Linked DNA regions of Ovis aries: region 1 is linked to region 2. Evidence: chromatin contacts called from public Hi-C data. All regions are on one chromosome and are shown on one strand. The core of a region is the stretch at or near the end of the contact, and the rest is flanking DNA. Distances in the headings are between cores, read along the strand shown.

Region 1 (5,972 bases), core at 528-3,027, 150 kb before region 2:
TTTTCCAGGCAAGAATACTGGAGTGGGTTGCCATTCCCTTATACAGAGAATCTTCCTGACCCAGGGATTGAACTCGAGTCTCCTGCATTGCAGGCAAATTTTTTACCTTCTGAGCCACTAGAGAAGCCTGCAATGTAGTCTAGAGCTAGACAAAAATGTGTCAGGAGCTCAGAGGAGGATACCTATTTAAATTTACAGAGCATTAGTTTCTCTAGTAGAGTAATACACCAACCTCTAAAATTAGATGAAGGAGAAGGCCAATTCACAGCACAACCTATATGTTATGTTAATATATTGCTGAAATAAATCAGATATATGGTTCCAGTTATTAAGAATGAAATAAGTGACATCTTATGTAACTGATGAAATGGAAATTGGTTACACACCCACCAAAGTATGCAGAACCAGGAAGTGGAAGTTAAAAATCCTCCCTTGTCAGAATGAATCCATCTCTGGAGTGTTTTTAAAATGCATACCTGACAATCACATGGGACACTCCACATGCCTAAGATACCCTAACTCAATAATCATGTGAAATTAGCAGCCATCATCAATCAATGTACTTTTAGTATCATGCAGTTTGTAATAAAGATTATTTTATTTATACTTAAAACCTTTTAGCACATCTCCTGAGAAGTTACCAGAAAGTTCAAAAGAAAACTGAAGAAAGAACAAGAATGATATTGTTAACAGCCAGGCTAATGCAGACTGAAAACCTTCCCTTTGGGACCACCTAGGAACTCTGGGTATAACGTGTGTCCCTCTGTTTTTAGTGCACCACTGAGCTCACAACAAGGAAGAGAAACTCCCAAGTGCTCCCACGATAGAAAGAACATAAAAGAAAGTACTGTGTAAGTGATACGATGATGCTAGTGGTGAAGAACCCGCCTACAAATGCAGGAGACGTAAGAGACGTGGGTTCAGTCCCTGGGCTGGGGAGATTCCCCTGGACGGAGGGCATGGCAACCCACTCCAGTATTCCTGCCTGGAGAATCCCACGGACAGAGGAGCCTGGTGGGCTACAGTCCACGGGTCACCAAGAGTCGGACACCACTGAAGTGACTCAGCACATGTGCACAAGTGATACAGTAACAAAGCAACGACTCAGCTGGGTGAGGTGATACTGATATGCTCCCAGTGAGTTTGGGTTTTAAAGCCCACGTCCTGAGTCCACCTTAGGTGGGGAGTGGGAAGAGGACCCCTATCTAAAGGCAGGACTTTCAAAAGGCAGCCTCTTCAGAGAAAGGCAGACTAACAATAATGTGCCCACTGGCACAGAGATCAAGGCAGTGTCTTCACCCATATTCTGGATAAGGAAAAATGTCAGTCCTGATGGCGCGCTTAGCAATATATTGCCTCTCAGTTACAATTTCACCTTTGAGTACCTGGACTGTTAACAGATGGATTGGAGCCTGAAGCATTTCTCCTTTACAGTAAGCGTGATACAATACTTTGTCAGCAGAGGGCGCTGGAGGGACACTGCAGGAGGAAGGGGGCTTCTCTTCCTGGTTCCTGTATGCTGGGTTTGGCTCGCTCTTGCTCTTGTTGCATGCTGCGTCAGCAGCGTGGGTGTGTAGTCACACCCAGTTGTGTTCTGCCCAGCCTTTCAGTGACCTCAGTGCCCCAGTCCAGGCCTGGAGACCACCTTTCCATGGCCCTCCCAGCAGAGGCACCAAGTGCTCCAGACTTCTTGCCCACAGTGGCATTCAAATCCTTGTGTGCACACACATAACAGCCTTGATATCGCCTGTACCCCAGAGAGCTCTTTCCTGCCTGCCCAAGAACTGTGCACCTGCTTGAGTCTAGCCAGCCCTGTGAGCTTCCTGGTCTTCCTGTGAGCTTAACCACATATTACCAATGAGGTCTGAACCCCAGCCTTGGGGTTGGGACCCCAGCCTAAGTTTGTCCTTCCTTTCAGCCTTCTCTTTACATCTTTTTAGTTACTCTCTTATCATAGCTTAATAGCTCCTTAAACTAACTTATTTAAATTATTTTGTGATTTCTGTCTCCTGACTAGACCCAGACTAGTACTACTGAGAAACCAAAATCCCTGCCCTCTTCCTTATTAAGGGATCAAATTTACATTACTCAGCAGAAATAAGCACAAAAACATTGTGAACGAATATTTCCTATACCTAGTTTGCCTGGCATTCTTACAGAGAAACCATGCTGAACACGAATTCATGATCCAAAGTTCAAATATTCACAAATAGGTAATCCTTCATGAGGAAGTGTTGTTAAATAAAATTATGGGGCTTAAACTATAATAATTTCTGATGGTAAAACAATTCTAAAAGAAAAACTTATAAGTATGCTTAAAAGAAATTTTGTAACTTAGAAGAAACGACCTTAAATGTAAAGGGACTAAACAATTGAATGAAAAGACAAAGATTAAGATCTTTGTTTTACTTTCTGATTTGGATGGTATTTACATGAATATGTTCATTCTGAGAACAATTTATATAGCTATTCTTTCATAATTATGTACTTTTCTGAATGCATCATCTATTTCTTACGTGTGTGTGTATATATATACATATATATACATATATGTACACATATATATATATATACACACACACATATGCAATTTGGTCAAAGATACTAGAAATGTTTTAGAACTGCTGCTGCTGCTGCTAAGTCGCTTCAGTCATGTCCGACTCTATGCGACCCCAGAGACGGCAGCCCACCAGGCTCCCCTAAATCATAATAAAATACTATATATCAAAAGTTTGAGAATGTAGATAAAGCAATACTTATAAAGAAGAAATTATAAAGAAAAAATGAACTAAGAAATGATACAAAGAAATTAGGCGAACCGTAAATTTCAGAGAATACAGAAGGGAGGAAATCATAAGGTAGGGAAAATATGCCTGAGAAATTGCCAGTATTAGTAAATCTTTTGGTGTTAATTTGTCCTTGCCTTCACAATAGGTAGTTCACTTATGCAAGTAGGAGATCTGAGCCTTGAAGCTGTTTCTGCCCACACGGCTTTGGTTGACCCACACAAATTTGGGCTTCCATCTCAGCGGCCTCATTGTTGTTCACTCGCTAAGTTGTGTCTGACTCTTTGCGGCCTCACAGAGTGAGAATCCCTTGGACAGCAAGGAGATCAAACCAGTCAATCCTAAAGGAAATCAACCCTGAATATTTATTGGAAGAACTGAAGCTAAAGCTGAAGCTCCAATACTTTGGCCACCTGATGGGAAGAGCCAACTCATTGAACAAGACCCTGATGCTGGGAAAGATTGAGGGCAATAGGAAAAGGGGGAGACTAACGAGAAGATAGTTGGATAGCATCACCAAATGTACATGAGTTTGAGCAAACTCTGGGAGATAGTGAAGGACAGGGAAGCCTGGTGTCCATGGGGTTGCAAAGAGTCAGACACGACTGACCCTGAACAACAGCATAAGAGTGAAAAAAAGGAAGCAATGGCCCAAGGCTCACTCTGATCCTGGGAATCTAATAGAAAACCCTCTTCATTATCAACCTGGTTTCAAAAGGCTACACCCTTACGGGAAAAGAAATCAGAAGTAAATCTGCCCTGAACTCAAATCCAGTTCAGTTTAGTCGCTCAGTCGTGTCCGATTCTTTGTGACCCCATGAATCGCAGCACGCCGGGACTCCCTGTCCATCACCAACTCCCGGAGTTCACTCAGACTCACATCCATCGAATCAGTGATGCCATCCAGCCATCTCATCCTCTGTCATCCCCTTCTCCTCCTGCCCCCAATCCCTCCCAGCAGCAGAGTCTTTTCCAATGAGTCAACTCTTTGCATGAGGCGGCCAAAGTACTGGAGTCTCAGCTTTAGCATCATTCCTTCCAAAGCAATCCCAGGGCTGATCTCCTTCAGAATGGGTTGGTTGGATCTCCTTGCAGTCCAAGGGACTCTCAAGAGTCTTCTTCAACACCACAGCTCAAACGCATCAATTCTTCGGCACTCAGCCTTCTTCACAGTCCAACTCTCACATCCATACATGACCACAGGAAAAACCATAGCCTTGACTAGACAGACCTTAGTCGGCAAAGTAATGTCTCTGCTTTTGAATATGCTATCTAGGTTGGTCATAATTTTTCTTCCAAGGAGTAAACGTCTTTTAATTTCATGGCTGCAATAACATTTTTACTAGGTTTTAAAATATAATTTGGAGGAAAATATCTATGTATACATATCTCTATATATTCTAGATCATATTTACAGGCATTTATCACAAGGAAGGGCTTGAAATACCTATCCCAGTGTTATCAGAAACCAAACCTCTTTATGTGGTGAACATATTAAAAAATCCCTCTAGGAGTTAGATACACCAACCTAAGGTTAATGGTTATCTGTGGGATGGAAGGGAGGAAAAAGAGATGGAGATGAGTCTTTAGCTTTATTTGTAATGTTTTATATCTTTAAAAGAAAACAAATAATGAAGAAAATTTGCAAAATATTAATATCTTTTAAATCCTGGTAGTAGATGGAAGCAGACATCAGTGGATCACTTGCCCAATATCCACTGTCTCTTCCTCATTAATCCCTAGATCAGGTAGATCCTCTGGAAAAGGGAATGGCAATCCACTTGGGTATTCTTGCCTGGAGAATCCCATGAACAGAGAGCCTGGCAGGCTTTAGTCCATGGGGTTGTGAAAGAGTCAGACACAAGTTAGCAACTAAACAACAACAATTTTGATGAGGTTGGTAATGTCATCCTTCCAAAGGGTGGGCAAAAGTCTCAGCGAATGGCTTCTTGATGCAATAAAACAAAAACAACAAGATTCTGTGTGTGTTAAAGGCCCTTTTCTGTCTTCTTCCTATGTAGTATATTAATGGTGATGGTGGCAGCAGCCATCTTCACATCATGAGGATTGAAACCACTTAAAGTGATGCTAAGGGTAGAGGAGAAGCAAGAGAGGAATCTGGTCCTTGCAGGCATTTCTGTGATATTACATCTGTTTTGGACTGCCTCCCTCCAAACTTCTTGTGGCAGAAAAATTAAGTTTTTAAAGTCACTCTTTTTCCTTTTTTGTTAAAAGCTGCTGAACATAGTCCTGCAAAGTGCATTGATACCCCAATTGTGTTGTTTGCTATATATATGCTGAAACGCTGAAATGATTTTAAATTATTCAAAAATTAAAAGAGGCAACAGAAAATATAGGAAAGGAGGAATAATTCTACCGAATGACTTCAGCCTCTCTACTCTGTTTAGGCTAGCTGAAGGGAATTAATGGCTGTATCAGTGTGGCACCCTCTGTCTCTGAGAAGTTTCTTGTGCAGAATCAGATTTCTGATCCAACTTTGAAAGAGAAACACAAGTGGAGTCATGTTCAATCTGCTGTGTCAGATCGTTTCTTCTGTGGTTCTGAACACTAGTTGGGATGAGGACAGCCTTCTCGCCTGCTTGATACTACGTCTCCAGCTTGTGGAACTAAGTTTGACTGATGTTACTGACATCACTTACTATAACACTGCTTGGTGGCTCACGGTCCTTAATCATATTGTGTCCTAAGGTGAATCACATTAAGGTGTTTTGTTAGCAAACAATAGAAAATAACTAGTAGTTACACAGGAGAAGAATGTATGGGAAAGAAGCTCAGTGACTGAAAAGGGAACTGAATGAACCCATGGAGGAGGATACAGAAAGAGACATCTTCAAAGATTCTAGTGGCAAGAACAGCTCAAAGGTCTTGGTCGATCACTGATTGACTAAATGACTCCAATCATTTATCTCACCCTTGTGACACTCCAGTCCACATTCAAAGTCACAGATTTGGGTGTGAGAGAGAGACAGAGACAGACAGACAGACACAGAGAGACATATTAGTTCATCATTAGCAGACTTCTTGTCTGCTGCTGCTACTGCTGCTGCTGCTAAGTCGCTTCAGTCGTGTCCGACTCTGTGCGACCCCACAGACGGCAGCCTACCAGTTTCCCCCGTCCCTGGGATTCTCCAGGCAAGAACACTGGAGTGGGTTGCCATTTCCTTC
Region 2 (6,923 bases), core at 3,686-6,185:
ACTAGCAGGTGTGATGTCTGATGAGGGCCTCATAGATGGCCATATTTCACACTGTAACCTCACATGGAGGAAGGCTCATGGGATCTGTCTAGCTTTCCTTTCATGTGAGCACTGATCCCATTCATGGGGGCTTTGCCATCAAGACCTAGTCACCTACCAAAGGTCCTATACATCTACCATCACCCTGGGGCTAGGTTTCATGTACTAATTTGTGGGGGACACAAGCATTCAGCCTATAGTAAGTGATATGAGAAAAAATAGAAAGATCTATTATTTTCTTCTTCCTCCCCAACAGATCTCTCAAGCACCACCCTGAGGCAATGGTTCTCCAACTTTGGGTGAGCAAGAACAATCTGAAGAACTTCCTTAAAATTAAGATGGTCCAGGCCCCAGCCCTGGAAGTTCTTGTTTACTCTTTCATGGGAGGGGCCTGAAGTTTTTCCTTTTCCTGAGCTCAGGCTGACTCTGATTCCAACCCTCAATCCAATATTTTGGAACCACTGATCCAGACTCTTCTGTTTTCTTCCCCTTTTAATTTTCTGCTGAAATTTTAATTCTGTGATCTTGCTGGTACCTACCTCCTGGACACCCTCATGACTCCCTACATGAATTAAAACAATAAAAATAACAATAGCTGCTGTGTATTATTTCCTGCTTGGCAAGACTGCCTAGGGTTTACCTCTCCTTTAATCTAATCAAGTAAATATGCTTAGTCCCACTACAAAGATGGAAAAATTGAAATCTCGGAATGCTAATGTCTTGCCCTAGGTCACCCAGTTAGTAAGCAATAGGCCAGGGACCTGAACCTAGATCTGTCTGATTCCAATGCCTTGACTGCTTCCAAAACAAGCCACTGTATTTTATTGAACCTCTACTATGAACTGAGGCTTCCCTGGTGGCTCAGTAGTAAAAATCCACCTGCCAGTGCAGGAGACAGTGGTTCAATCCCTGGGTCAAGAAGGTTCCCTGGAAAAGGAAATGGCAACCCATTCCAGTATTCTTGTCTGGGAAATCCCATGGAGAGAGGAGCCTGGCAGATTACAGTCCCTGGGGTCACAAAGAGTCAGACACAGCTGAGCGGCTGAGCACACACACCACTATAAACTCGGCACTTGGCTGGGCACTTCACATATAAATCTCTAATACTCATGACATACTTGTGCTTGCAGAGGTGTGAATCTCACTCCACAGATTCTGATGTAGAAGAAATAGCTTTGCTTTCTGTAACCCACCCAAATTATAATTTTAAGCTCCTATTTTTCAGGCCCTCCTGGGTTCTTTCTTGCTCCAGTCCCACATACCACCAGTTCTAGGTCAGACACAATACCAAGGCCTGGAGTTGGGGTGAGCACCTGGTCCTATCCCATCAGTCCACATAGATGATGCCCCTTCCTCCCCATCTTCATGACCTGTTGTCACTGGTAGCTCACTGCTACTCCCAACCTATACCAGGCACAGGGGTATATTTTGCCCCCCACTGACAAACTCACAGCCATCTCCTCTTTGAGTTCTTACTACCTTCTGGAAGCAACGCACTGTCCCTCTGCCCTCTAGGCAAATCTCCTTTTCCCCAATCTACTTACAAAGTCCAAGAGACTCTCTTTCTAGTGATAGGAAGGTAGGAATATTCTTTCTCCCTTCACATCCCTTTAAAACATTCTTAGCCTTTTGCTTGCTTTTGTTGTTTAGAATTCACTTATGCCAGGTCCTAAGCTTTAGGATGTTCAAGCTGGTTTTAGAAAAGGCAGAGGAACAAGAGATCAAATTGCCAACATCCACTGGATCACCAAAAAAGCAAGAGAGTTCCAGAAAAACATCTATTTCTGCTTTATTGACTATGCCAGAGCCTTTGACTGTGTGGATCACAATAAACTGTGGAAAATTCTGAAAGAGATGGGAATACCAGACCACCTGACCTGCCTCTTGAGAAACCTATAAGCAGGTCAGGAGGCAACAGTTAGATCTGGACATGGAACAACAGACTGGTTCTAAATAGGAAAAGGAGTATGTCAAGGCTGTATATTGTCACCCTGCTTATTTAACTTCTATGCAGAGTACATCATGACAAACGCTGGGCTGGAAGAAGCACAAGCTGGAATCAAGATTGCCGGGAGAAATATCAATAACCTCAGATATGCACATGACACCACCCTTATGGCAGAAAGTCAAGAGGAACTAAAGGGCCTCTTGATGAAAGTGAAAGTGGAGAGTGAAAAAGTTGGCTTAAAGCTCAACATTCAGAAAACGAAGATCATGGCATCTGGTCCCATCACTTCATGGGAAATAGATGGGCAAACAGTGGAAACAGTGTCAGACTTTATTTTGGGGGGCTCCAAAACCACTGCAGATGGTGACTGCAGCCATGAAATTAAAAGACGCTTACTCCTTGGAAGAAAAGTTATGACCAACCTAGATAGCATATTCAAAAGCAGAGACATTGCTTTGTCAACAAAGGTCCGTCTAGTCAAGGCTATGGTTTTTCCAGTAGTCATGTATGGATGTGAGAGTTGGACTGTGAAGAAAGCTGAGCGCCGAAGAATGGATGCTTTTGAACTGTGGTGTTGGAGAAGACTGTTGAGAGTCCCTTGGACTGCAAGGAGATCCAGCCAGTCCATTCTAAAGGAGATCAGTCCTGGGTGTTCTTTGGAAGGAATGATGTTAAAGCTGAAACTCCAGTACTTTGGCCACCTCATGTGAAGAGTTGACTCACTGGTAAAGGCCCTGATGCTAGGAAATATTGAGGGTGGGAGGAGAAGGGGACGACAGAGGATGAGATGATTGGATGGCATCACCAACTCAATGAACATGAGTTTGGCTAAACTCTGGGAGTTGGTGATGGACAGGGAGGTCTGGTGTGCTGTGATTCATGGGGTCTCAAAGAGTCAGACATGACTGAGTGACTGGACTGAACTGAAGCTTCAGGAAGACAAAAGACTTATAGCCCTCTGTCTACTTTACTCTTCTTAGATGAGAGGGAGGGTGTGAGGGAGAGTTTGGGAGAAATATATTATTGATATCTCAAAGTATTATCTCTGGCGCATGTTCTCTTACTTTACAGATGAAGAGATGGAACTCATGAAGGTTAGTAGCATTGTGCACAGCTAGTTGGTAGAAGACCCAGGATCTTGGGGCACGTGGATTCACCAGTGTCTTGGTGAGTTAATCTGCAGAGTGAGGTCGGGAGTAGAGTTGGTTCTTGGCAGTACCCAGAAGACAAGAAATGAGGTAGGCTCAGGGGAGAGGAGCTAAGTAGATAGTCAGCTGTTTTAGGTTCCAGCTTTCTGGGAAATTAGTAAAGTGGAACCTTCAGATCCTGCTTAACAGTGCAGGTAGGACGGAGCCAGCCAAAAAGCCAGCACAGAAGCCTCTGCTCAGGAATCATGCATCCGACTAGAAGGTCTCCATGCCATAGACCTCCAGAAGGAGGTGCAGCCACCAGACAGCCCAGTCTTAAGCTTTGCCCTGGGCTCAGTCTGTCCAAACTAATAGGACCAAATGAAGGTCCTTCTCAGTTCATTTCATCCAGGCAGTGATCATCAAGTTAGCTAAATACCTGCCCAACTTTTCAACTTGGATGTCTAAGAGGCATCTCAGACTCCACCTAGCCAAAACTGAATTTATGATCTTCTACCACTAACTCTGCTCCACTCACAGCCTTTCCCGTCTCAGCTAATAGCAACACCACTGTCCCACCTGCTCAAACCAAAGTCCTTGAAGTCATCTCCAACTCTTCTTTCTCTTCACCCCAGTAGTCAGGAAATCCTGTTGCATCTACCTTCAAAATACATCTGCCATCCATCCATCACTCCCCAATTCCACTTTGACCATGCTGAACTAAGGCACCATCCCCTCTCGCTGGATCACTGTGATAGCCTCCTAACAGATCTCACCACTTGCATCCTAGTTTGCTAGTAATCTGTTCCTAGTCTTGTAAACTAGAATGATCTTTTACAAATATTATAAAAATTATATCACTCTTCTGCTCAGAGTGAGTCCCCATATCTCACAGTATAAAAGCCAAAGTCCTTTTAATGATGCTTCCCTAGTCACCGGCCTCCTTGCTGTTCCTGGAACATTCCAGGCATGCTCCTGCTTCAGGCCTTTGCACTGGCCGCACTGGCTGTTCTAACCACCTGACGCTCGCCTCCTCAACATGTCCACAGGGGCAATTCCCTCAGAGCCTTGCTCAGAATTCAACTTCCCAACAAGGTTCACCCTAACCATTCTGTTTAAAATCACTACCTTCCCCAACCCCCTTACCTCAGCCAACTTTTCCTTCTCCTGTCACTCAGATCGTATTCTACCAATCTACATAAATCTCTTATGTATTATACCTGTTGTCTCTTATCTGACTCCTCCTGTCTCCCATGGTATATAAATACCACACAGACTGGAATCTTGGTCTGTATTGTTCACTTGTTCATCCCAAGTACCAGAACAGTGCCTGGCATGTAATAGGTACTTTTTTTAAAGTTGAAAAAAGTGAATAAAGTTTACCACAGAATATTACATGAGAAACATGGTAGCGTTTCCCCTGTCTGGTTTCGCCAAGTAGCCTTACCTCTCAGTCCTCTACACAGTTAGAGCTCCATTAATACACAGGAGGAAAGAGTGTGCTTACTCATTTTGCAAAGCGGCCCCCAGCAAAAGCATCCAGTTCTGCATCTTTGCTCCTTTACCAACTCCTTTTTACACTGACATTAGAGGTTTTCTGCCCCTTTCAGTTATAGAAATTTTGCCCATCACTCTTTGACCACAGGACCAGTAGTTTTGCTAAACTCAACAGAAAACAGACCCCATGGGGGCTCTCCTCATAGCAGAGTCCTTTCCTTTCTCTTTGAGTTTAGTCTGCATTTGAAATACCACTGCCTGTATCCCCTTTACAGTGCTGTCAGAGAGAGACTTAGGCAACTCTGTGGAAGCCACCTATCCCTGACCTTTGACAGAATTTCCAAACATATTAACTTCAAACTGATGCATTTGGAACTGTGACCTTGGCCCTGGAAGGCAAGAGTACATGACAAGATATTTTATTTTCAAAATGTATCAGGATAAAAAATACTTCTGTAAATCAATCTTCTTCTCTTTTTTTGTATGAGGCAGATTTAGATTTGGGGGTTGGGTGTAGGAAGGAAAGAGTCTGAACACCAGAGAACATGTTTAAAAGGTTAATTATTAATGGACAGTCTTCCCTAACAAAGTATCAATAGGCAATCTTGTCTCTTTAGCTTCAGAAATTAGCAAGAGGACCTCGGACCCCAGGTGAAACAGGAGAAATGGAAAATCCCCTGTATGTCTCTATCTTCTTGTTTTTGTGCATCTTGATCCAATCAAGTGCTCATGGACAAAGCCTGAGACCAGGTAAGAGCCTGCCTTTTCTCCAGAGATGGGCATGGACTTTCTTCTTTAAATGTACATTGCAGTGAATCCACGCCTTTTGATTATGTCTGATAGAGTTTGCTTCACAGTGTATTAGGTGATTCTATGATCGGCATCACAGGTCATAGGGACGTGTAGCTGTTTGTAGGCGTTTCGGAAAATTTTGAAATTTAAATTTTAGGAAACCGCTCTAGGAGTAGAAGTCTTCTCAAAGCGATGAAGTCTCTCTCATATCTGATTCAGAAATAGTCAGGCTAAGATTTCTTTGGTGGCAAATAATCTGAAAGAGTCTCAGATCTTCCTGAGAGTTAATTTGGTGTCTAATTTGCAGTTGAAGAGAACAGCTTGTAATGAAACCTTCTATCTTGCTGAGGTTTTCTAATTGCTGGCTTTCTCAGAAGAGAGGAATTTGTAGAATCTTCTTTCCAGTCAGGTTGAACACGGAGCTATCATTGCACATTTTCTAAACCTCACTTTTTCTGTCAAAGTTTTACCCTGAGACTAAGCAGTCACACCTATTTGTTCTGGAAATTCATAGGTTGATGGTCAAGGTGATCCAAATGCTTGATTAGGCAGATGGATCACAGGTTCCTGGCTAAAGAGTGCATTGGATCAATACATGATGGATCTGAAGTGAACTGAACACTTTGGCCAAATGAGACAGGGCTTTGGGACTTTATTTTTGTGTTGGTTACTGGTTTTTCTTTCCTCTAAGACTATGACTGGAGGGAGCTCCAAAAAGAATTAGAAGCTTACTACCCAAAGACATACCTGAAAACTCCAGAATATCTTTTTTCTCCTTGAAGAAAAAAAAGGCTATTCTTTGTATTTAATCATTATTCTGTATATTAGGTCAGTTAATAACTTATTAGCAGTATTAATTATTACCATTCATTGAGCATTTTGTATGTCAACTACCAGGTTAGTTATTTTGCATACATCATCTCACTTACAAAACTGAGTCCAAAAATGTTAATAATAACTTAGAGCCATGCAGGCAGAATTGTTCATGATTTTTCCTCCCTGTGTTCACAAGGATATTGGTGAAGGGCCTTTCCTGCCCTTTGGCCCAGAATGTTTTTAATTTCTTATCGAAGCATAACATATATCTCAAAAAATACCTGTATCATAAAGTGCTCAATGAATTTTCACAACCTAAGCCAGCATCCCAGGAGCATCCCTTGCACACGCATCCCTGGAGCCTTAACATAGATTATTTTGACTTTTTGGAGCTTTTCAGTAATGGTTGCATATAATACGTGCTCTTTTTGTTCTGGGCTTCTTTCACTCAACATTATGCAATTACATGTAGTATGACACATTCACTCAGGTCACTGTAGCATCCTGCTGTAGGAATATACCACCTTTGGTTTATTTGTTCTGCTTCTGATTAGACCAGATGTTTCAGTAGAGACTTGGGGGTTGGATGCCATTAGAGTCAAGGTGAAGGATGAAAGGCAGGACAGCCTCCCCCGGGGTTGCTGGGTATTAGCCACATTTCTCTCAGCAAAGCCTGTGCAGGTCAGCTACTGCTTCCCCAGGGT

Evidence for each region. A called contact is a pair of places that touch in the nucleus more often than the background predicts.
Region 1: a Hi-C map of liver shows a contact between it and region 2, with 4 times the contacts expected there. The contact joins two enhancer-like sites. A contact is called at or near these places in 3 of 16 Hi-C or Micro-C datasets (blood and liver).

Annotation. Positions count from the first base shown.
Region 1 is chr7:50,142,171-50,148,142 of ARS-UI_Ramb_v3.0, reverse strand. No RefSeq gene overlaps it. Among named protein-coding and RNA genes, the nearest start is that of LIPC, 130 kb to the right of the region's middle. Within about 2 kb of position 1,777, at least 27 of the 54 cell types and tissues checked have an H3K27ac peak or open chromatin away from gene starts, as enhancers often do. A contact at or near this core is called in liver, where this site is marked.
Region 2 is chr7:49,993,708-50,000,630 of ARS-UI_Ramb_v3.0, reverse strand. LIPC (lipase C, hepatic type) reads left to right here. Exons shown (of 11, transcript XM_042252391.1): 2 at 296-338; 3 at 5,229-5,361. The coding sequence starts at 321. All of the region lies in intron 3 of LOC121819974 (a long non-coding RNA gene), which reads right to left. Among named protein-coding and RNA genes, the nearest start is that of LIPC, 22 kb to the left of the region's middle. Within about 2 kb of position 4,935, at least 1 of the 54 cell types and tissues checked has an H3K27ac peak or open chromatin away from gene starts, as enhancers often do. A contact at or near this core is called in liver, where this site is marked.